Regions from separate parts of the Sus scrofa genome. Here region 2 is linked to region 1. Evidence: chromatin contacts called from public Hi-C data. All regions are on one chromosome and are shown on one strand. The core of a region is the stretch at or near the end of the contact, and the rest is flanking DNA. Distances in the headings are between cores, read along the strand shown.

Evidence for each region. Hi-C and Micro-C count contacts between places; a contact is called where the count stands out from the background.
Region 2: a contact with region 1 is called in a Hi-C map of alveolar macrophages, with 2.2 times the contacts expected there. The contact joins the promoter of VAPB here to the promoter of PPP4R1L in region 1. A contact is called at or near these places in 1 of 5 promoter capture datasets (liver), 4 of 47 Hi-C or Micro-C datasets (alveolar macrophages, heart right ventricle and liver) and 2 of 2 datasets of contacts at active chromatin or transcription factors (alveolar macrophages and skeletal muscle).

What each region holds. Positions count from the first base shown.
Region 1 is chr17:58,512,596-58,516,840 of Sscrofa11.1, forward strand. It overlaps PPP4R1L, which reads right to left and starts at 2,227. Exons shown (of 13, transcript XR_002340199.1): 1 at 2,191-2,227; 2 at 2,007-2,052. RAB22A (RAB22A, member RAS oncogene family) reads left to right here and starts at 2,390. Exons shown (of 7, transcript NM_001123174.1): 1 at 2,390-2,670; 2 at 3,626-3,705. The coding sequence starts at 2,635.
Region 2 is chr17:58,591,749-58,596,169 of Sscrofa11.1, forward strand. VAPB (VAMP associated protein B and C) reads left to right here and starts at 3,001. Exons shown (of 6, transcript NM_001123213.1): 1 at 3,001-3,395. The coding sequence starts at 3,338.

The sequences.
Region 1 (4,245 bases), core at 977-3,476:
TACTTCGTTTCTGTGCACATATACAAAAAAGATGAAAGGAAGCTAGCTACCAGGAAAGAGGCCTCATGCCCGCAGCCCCCACACTGTGGGAGCCCACGCTATAGTCAAGTGGAAGAAGCACCTGGAGAAGAACTGAGGCCCTGACCTGCACGGTCCCAGCACATTTCCTGGCCAACAGCCATGCGAGAAAAGCCATTCGGGACCTTGTCATCGGCCCAAAGTTCAGTGAGAACCCATGAAGCTTCCGTATCTCCCAGCAATGCACAGAATTGTCAGAAATAGCAAAACGCTGACTTCAGCTGCCAAGTTCCAGGGTGGTTTATTAAATAACTGAAATAGCCAGAAATCAGCTTTTCCAGGCAGGCCAAATAACAAATCCATGAATGAGAGATACCCTGACAGCAGCTTACTGCTGTCTATCAAGAGAAATGCTGCATTCCCACCCACTGGCTGAAACATTCAGCTCTGCAAACTCAGGGCCTACACTGTACTGCGCTCAACTGTGTTAAATAATCATGAATAACGATGACAGAAATAACAATAACGGAAGCTACTGCTTACTAGTGTTTCTTACGCACAAGGCTTCATGCTCAAGCTTTTATTACTTAATCTTCATGAAAGCCTTCTGAGATGCCCATTTTGCAGATGAGGCCAGTCAGGCTCAGAGTGGTACAGTGACTTGGCCAGGATCACACAGCCAGTAAAGACTGGCCAGCTGATTCCAGAACCCACACTCCTAATTGCTGGCCCCTTCAAGTGTCATTCTGCTTCAATAAAATTGCCTCCTTCTAAAAAAGACAATGTGTGGAGTCTCCTTCGTGGCTCAGCGGTCAGAGAACCCGACTCGCATCCATGAGGACACGGGTTCAATCCCTGGCCTCACTCAGTGGGTTAAGGATCTGGTGTTGCCATGAGCTGTGGTGTAGGTCACAGATGCAGCTCGGACCCCGAGTTCCTGTGGGCTAGCCTGGGAACCTCCATATGCTGCAGGTGCAGCCCTAAAAAGACAAAGACCAAAAAGATAAATAAAGTAAAATAAAATAAAAATAAGAGAGACAATGTGTGTAAAGGGTTTAAACTGTGCCTGACCTATGGTGTTTTCAGTAAACACCAGTTCTTACTATTCTGAAACGTGCAGGTGGGGAAAGGAAGAGCCCAGTAGCCCCCCCCCCCATTAATATTGACCACCGTGATGATGTACGACCTCCTTCACCAGCAGGCATCCCCCACGTGGTAATTATCTGTTTACAAGTCTCTCCCCGGACCCTGAGTCCCTGAGAGTCAGCCTGGTGAATGGTTCATCTTTGTGGGTGCCGGGCTGGCCCAGCCCAGAACCAGCAGGTGCTCAAGAAATGTTTGTTGAATGGAAAAGCAAAGCTTCATTCACCACAATTAGGAACTTGCAAGTCCAGGAAAACCTTCCCCAGCCATCTGCCCTTAAAGCGATGTTAAAGGACAGGGTACGACGTGACAGGAGAAGGAGACCCCTGGAGAAAGGCGGGCGACAAGGGGCTCCCTGGACGAGGCGGAGGTGAGCTTGCGGCCAGGACGCGTGAGAACTCCGCGGCGGCCACCGGAGAGCCGGGCCTCCCAACTGCCCGCCCTCGGGGAAGTGCCCAGGGAGGGCAAAGCGGAGACCCGGGGGGTCGCTCCCCCACGCCCACGGCGGCCACGCCTCCTCCCGCCCAGCACCTCCGGGACTCTGGACGCCGGTCCCCGCAGGGCCGCCGCAGGGGCACGAGGAGGAGGAGGAGGAAGAAAGTGACAGGAAGTCAGAAGTGTCCCAACAACAAAAATCCTCCCGGTGGCGGGGAGGGGGCTCCGCATCTTCGGCCGCCCCGCGCAGAGAGGAGGGACCGCCACAAGTGGTCTAGACAGTTGGGGTCCCGCTCTTCTGCTCCCAACGCGCCGAGCCTAGTTTGTAGGTCCCACCCCCAAGTTCAGTGCACCCCGAATTCTGTGAGAGGTTCCCGGGCAGGGGCGGGGACGCCCCAACTGTTACTTACAATCGTCTAAGTCATCCGGCAAGTCCACAAAGTACCGGGGGAATTTCTGAAAACCAAGAGACACACAAGAAGTTACGAGGGGGCTGCGGCAGGCAGGCTCGGGGCCGGGATAGGGCTCCCCCGGCCTCGCGGGGCGATCACGGCTAGAGGGGAGGGGGCGCCCCAAGAGCCCGGCCCCACTCACCCGCCATCTTGGGATGGGCCCGGGGGCGGGGCCGGCGGGAGGGGGCGGGGCCGGCGGGAGAGGGGCGGGGAATCTGGCCTCGGGCCCCGCCCCCGGGCCCGGGCCTCCCCGCCAGCCTCGCGGCGCCGGCCGGCCCCGCCCTCTCGGCGAAGGTGGCTGCCGAGGTGGGCGGGGAGGTCAGGTGACCCGGCTGGCGTCCCAAGATGGCGGCAGCGGAGGCGCCCGGGAGCCCGCCGCACCGTCCCGGCTGCTGAGGAGGGCCCCGCGCGGCTGGCGACGGACGGGCCGGGCCGAGGGCCGGCGAACGGGCGGCCGCCGCCTAGACGCGCCCCGCAGCCGGGGCTAGGCCGTGCGGCGGCGGCGCCGGGGGATGCTCGTGCTGGGCCGGGCCTCTCCCTCCTCAACTTAGGGCGGCGGCGGGCCCGCGCCCCTTGCTCCCGGGCCATGGCGCTGAGGGAGCTCAAAGTGTGTCTGCTGGGGGTGAGTGGTGACCGGCTGGCCAGGAGGGCCGCGGGAGGCCGGGCGGGCCGGGGACCCGGGCGTGCCCACATCCCCCCGCCCCTTCCCCCAACCTCCGCGCCGGACGCCGCCTACCTGCCCCGGGACCCACCCTCCAGCCCCCGGGCCGTCCAGCCCACCGGGCCGCTCCCTCCTGAAGGTTTTGCTGGGCCGGGGGACCTTCCGCCTTGTCTGGAGCCCTAGGAGTCGTCCTGCCCCCCAGAGGATGAAGAGCCCTCCCTGCCTCCCCTTGCATCTAGGTTAAGAGCAGCTCTTGAATAGTTTCCTACCCATGTACTAGTTAGGAGTTGGCCCAGTCTTGCAAAGTAAAACCCATAACAGGCCTTTAGGTTTTACAAAGCTTGGTCTTTTGAACTTGTGGGATACCCCTGACACTTCAGGAAGAGTTACTTTTCGTGGAGCGGGGGGAGACATTCAAATCAGGAGGCCCCAAAATTAGTTTGCAGCTTAAGTTTCCTGTCTTGTCAAGGCACCTTTGCTGTTTGGGAGCATATCTGAGGTTGATGCTCTCCTGAGTTGCTGCTTGAAAGACTGATAAAGATTTCCATTGGTTTTCCTCTTTCCCAGATTGGGTGGGGCTGGGATATATCAGGGATTACTCAGAAGTAATTCAAGAGTTCAGAGTGAGTTATACAGGTCAGAAAGCAAGTGAGTTTGTCACTTTTCACACTAAGCAGAGACTTTGGGTCTTTCAGAAGGTTCTCGTGTCTCTTAAAAGCTCAAAACCCCTCTCCTACAATCCGTTTTGAAATCTCCGAAGTACTCCACTGAATGTTTATAAAGACTTCCTTGGTGTCCCTTAACTTCTAAAATTCAGGATGATTTTTCTAAAGTCCTCAGCTCTTGGCACAAGATCGTTTTCAGTGTCTTCAAGCAGGTAAACCTTTTCTGATTCACCTGTCTCATTCTCTTTCAGGATACAGGTGTGGGTAAATCCAGCATTGTGTGGCGGTTTGTGGAAGACAGCTTTGATCCCAACATCAACCCAACAATAGGGTAAGAGATGGAGCTTATTGAATATACATGTAAAGGTGTATTGAAAGTCCTTTCTCATTAAAAATGTGTCACAGGGGGCGGCATCCTCATTTTAAACTCTAGTAAATTTCGAGGCAGTGGTTCCTTTTGTCTCAGGAAGGGCTTAAAACCCTCACAGATTGCTGGGTTTTAGAAAAATTGGCTTTTGATTTCGTGAAAACTTCAAAATGGAAACATGAGTTTAAGTTTGTTTTAGAATACACATAATGCCTTCAGCCTGTGACTATAACACCAATTACATCTTGAAATAAGGCAGAAGAAAACAGGTCCTAATAATTTTTTTCCAGCATGTCAACTGAAAGAAATTTTAGGTGGCTTTAGTTCTTTCTGAAAAGTAGTTTATGGTCTTTCTGAACCTTTCTCACACCTTCCTGCACTAGGAGTAATGATGAATTGATAAATTAATGTCAAACCGTAAGGGTTTTTTTCAGGTATCTGGTTCTTAGAATAAGCGAAATTGGCTATAGGCTTTTTGACTTTGCGAAAACTTTCCCGAGTGTT
Region 2 (4,421 bases), core at 1,751-4,250, 80 kb after region 1:
TGTTCTAGTTTTGCAAGAGTTCTGGAGACAGAGTATGGTCATGGTTGTACAATAAGGTGAGTGAATTCAATACCGTGAAACTCTACATGTCATGTGATTATGATAGTCAATTATGTTATGTGTATTTTACAAGTAAGACATTTTTTTAATGTTGTCTGAGAATTTTCCAGAATGATCAAATATACCAGTCAACAAATTCAAAACTCCTCGAGACTCCAAGCAGGATAAATACGATAGACTGAACATTTGTATCTTCCCCAAAAGTCATGGGTGGAAACCCAGTCCCTGAGTGGTGGTATTGGAAGCTGGGCCCCCGGGGGGTGATTAGGTTATGAGTGGGGAGCCCTGATCAATAGGATTAGCGCCCCTTATAGAAGAGACCCAAGGAGTTCCCGTCGTGGCGCAGTGGTTAACGAATCCGACTAGGAACCACGAGGTTGCGGGTTTGATCCCTGGCCTTGCTCAGCGGGTTAAGGATCCGGCGTTGCCGTGAGCTGTGGTGTAGGTCGCAGACACAGCTCGGATCTGGTGTTGGCTGTGGCTGTGGTGTAGGCCGGCGGCTATAGTTCCAATTACAACCCTAGCCTGGGAACCTCCATATGCCGAGGGAGCAGCTCAAGAAATGGCAAAAAAGACAAAAAAAAAAAAAAAAAAAAAAAAAAAAAAAAAAAAGAGAGCGAGAGAGAGACCCCAGAGAGCAAAAGAACAGCTGCCGAGGAACCAGAAAGTAGGCTCTTGCCTGGCACAGAATTTGCTGGTGCTCTGATGTTGAACTTCCCAGGCTCCAGAGCTGTGAGAAATAAATACCGTTGTTTGAGCCATCCACTCCCTATGGTATTTTTGTTCTTGTTTTTGTCTTTTTTGGGCTGCACCTGAGGCATATGGAAGTTCCCAGGCTAGGGGTCCAATCAGAGCTGCAGCTGCCGGCCTACACCACAGCCACAGCCACATTCAAGTGGGATCTGAGCCTCACCTGCGACCTACACCACAGCTCATGGCAACGCTGGATCCTTAACTCATGAGCCAGGCCAGGGATCAAACCCACGTCCTCATGGAAGCTAGTCGGGTTCGTGACTGCTGAGTCACGACAACGGGAACTCCCTTTATAAGGTATTTTGTTAGAGCAGTCTGAATGGGCTAAGACAATAAATTAAAAGGTATATTGTGATAAGACTGTAGAACCCCAGGACAGGAAAAAAACAGATTATTTTTGCAGGAATAACGAGGAGATTGTCATCTGAAAGCTCAGCCAGTAACAGTGGGAGCTGGAAATCAGTGGTGGCATCTTCTCAGTGCTGAGAGTAAATGATTGTCCCTCTAGGAAACCAGGCAAAATACCTCTCAAAACAAGGGAAATATAAAGTTTGTTTTTTGGTTTTTGTCTTTTCTAGGGCCTCACCCACGGCAGATGGAGGTTCCCAGGCTAGGGGTCCAATCAGAGCTGTAGCTGCTGACCTACACCACAGCTCACGGCAATGCGGGATCCTTAACCCACTGAGCGAGGCCAGGGATCGAACCTGTAACCTCATGGTTCTTAGTCGGATTCCTTAACCACTGAACCACGACAGGAACTCCTAAAGTCATTTTCAGGTGAACAAAAACCAAGGGCATTTGCTCCAACAAACCCTCACTGAAATAGAATTTAAAGGTTGTACTTAAGGGACAAGGAAAGTGATCCTAGTTTTAAGTTCTGAGAAGCAAGAAGATGAGCAAAGAAATTGGTAACAGTGTGATTGAGTCTAAATTAACACTGACTGTATACAGCAATTTAGTAATGACTCACTGAGGTGAAAAAGGAAAAGATTAAACTGAAAATATACTACAATTAAGGCATATTATTTAGTATATGGGTCATTATAGTACCCCTAAGTGCTTTTATTTTCAGGTAGTAAGGTGAAGAGTAATCACTAAAACAACAGAAACAGAGTATGAAAGAGGAAGAAAAGCGGAATGAGAAAAAACATCAGCACCCAAGGAGCATGAAAGGAGAGGAAAAAAAAAAAAAAAAAAGCAGGCATGGCAAATAGAAGGGGCAAATAAGATGGTAGAAATAAATCCAGATAGATCGTAAATATAATAAGTATAAATGCACCAAATGCTCTAGTTAAAAGACAAAGATTATCTTTAAAAAAACCTTTTATTATGAAGAATTCCAAGCGTACTGAAAAATGGGAAGAATAGTGCAAAGAAACCACATATGCCTGCTATGTAGAGTCAGTATTAGCTCTTTGCTGTGTTTCGTCTATACATATATATTAAAGGGGACTATTAATAACATATTTCATGTCGTGAACATTATAAATGGAATAAAATTTAAATGTCAATAGTGAAGCAGAGTGTTCACATTTGAGGCCAAGAAGATCTGGGTTCTCAGTAATTTTTAATGAACTTTTTTGTGCGGTTATTTATTCACAGGTTGTCCCTCCTACCGGCTCTAGGGAGAGGGTAGAAACCAGGTCAACATTTCTGCTTCTGGTGTTTCTAAATATTTGTTGCATTTAGTAGCACAGGATTCAGCACCGTATTTGTTAGTAAACATTTCACGTAGAGTAGATTTTATTTAATACAATTGATGCTGCTGTTATCCAAAGCGCTCAGCAGAGTGGCACAAAATAAGCAAGCAGTAATTGGTACCTTACTAAATTTATATTTATTGTTTACCATACGTCACAGTGCCTAGCACACATCATTCACCAATAAACATTATGTTTATAATAAGAATAAATAGTGTTTTCATCATTATTCAGTCTCTAAGTGCCTGGCACCGCACAAACAAGGGAAAGTGGAAGTTCATTCTTATTAATTATTATTATTGAGTAAAGCACTTAACACAAAGCCAGGCCCCCAAGGACGTTCAGTAAATAGTCTCCCCCGCGACGGCCCAAGACTCCCGGCGTCCCGGACCCGCCCCTCCCCGGGACTGCGCGGCGCCCCGCCCCCTGCCGCCCGGCAGCCCCGCCCCCACGGCCAGCGCTGCGCTTGCGCACTGCCCGGCAGGGGCTCCGCGCGCGCTCAGCTCCCCACAGCCCGAGCGCGCGCCCGGGCCGAGCAGGCCAGCCTGCTGCGTGCGTGCGTGCGTGCGTGCGTGCGTCGCTGCGTGCGTCGCTGCGTGCGTGCGTGCCGTGCGCTCGCCGGGCACCGCGGCCTCGCCCTCGCCCTCCGCCCCTGCGCCTGCACCGCGTAGGCCGCCCCCCGCGCGCACCCCGTCGGCGACCCCCGCCCGCGCCCCGGCCGGCCCCCCCTTTTCCAAATTTAAAGGGGGCGCAGCCTTAACGCTTCTCGCCCCAGGTGACCTCTCAGGGGTCTCCCCGCCTGAGGTGCCCCGCTGCCGAGGAACATGGCGAAGGTGGAGCAGGTCCTGAGCCTCGAGCCGCAGCACGAGCTCAAATTCCGAGGTAAGCCCGGAGGCCCGCCATCTTCGGCCGCGGGCCGGGCCCGCCGCCCCGCACCCCCTCCCGCGCTCCGGAGGGCCTGGCGGCGCGGCCGTGACGTCGGCCCCCGGCCCGCGGCCCCCGCCCGCTCCCCCCCGACGGCGCGCCCGCCCCGCGCCCCCGGGCCGCCAGGCGTCCGTGCGCGGGAGTCCAGGGCCTGCTCCTCCACAGCCTCCCTGCGCCTCGCCCTCGAGACACTCGCACAGTTGCCAGTGTAACTGTTCCTGTCCAGTGTGCGGCCTCCGCCCTGGTGTGGGCGCCTTCGCCGAGAAGGTTTTTCGCCTGCTCGGGGCATAGGTCAGCTGTCACCTGCCCAGGGAGGACGCCTGCAGCCGGTCCCCGTCGCATGTGTTCGTGGGCAGGTCGGCTCTTGCCACGACCTGGAAGGACCGTTTCCGCGCTTGTTTACCCTGCTGGTACACTAGAAGGGAAACTCCATGAGGACAGGACCGTGTCACGTCTCCGCTTCCTGCCCCGCACGTCCTAGGGGCCTAATAAATACCCGTTGAACAAAAGAGTGGCAGGAGCCTCCGCACACGTTCTGGCGGGACGTGGCCCAGCCTTCCTTGCCCTGCCGTCCTCATGCCCGCGGCTCACGTCTGTGCAGCGAGGGGGGCCTCGCAGGGCGGCGAGATCTTTTATCTTCCCAGAGGAAGCCCAGGGGGCCACGCGTGTTTGTGGCAAGCCAGAGCCCCTTGTAACGTCTGTCTTTATTTTCCGTCTTACCGCCCCGTCTTCTCCACCAAAATGAAAGTGCCAGGAGTCTCTTGTCTGGGACCTCATCTGACTTACCCAGTGCCATCTTTTCAAGTGCCTTGAGTAACGTAAGCTTGGCACTGGAGGGGGAGGAATGAGCCAGAGGGACAAGTTCCCCGATCTCATGCTGCGTACCTTCTAGTGAGGGGGACACACGAGCGCGCAAGCCTGGTTCAGGGAGTGGCACGTGCCGCGAAGGACCTGAAACCAGCCGGCCCTGACGAGCATCTGCTT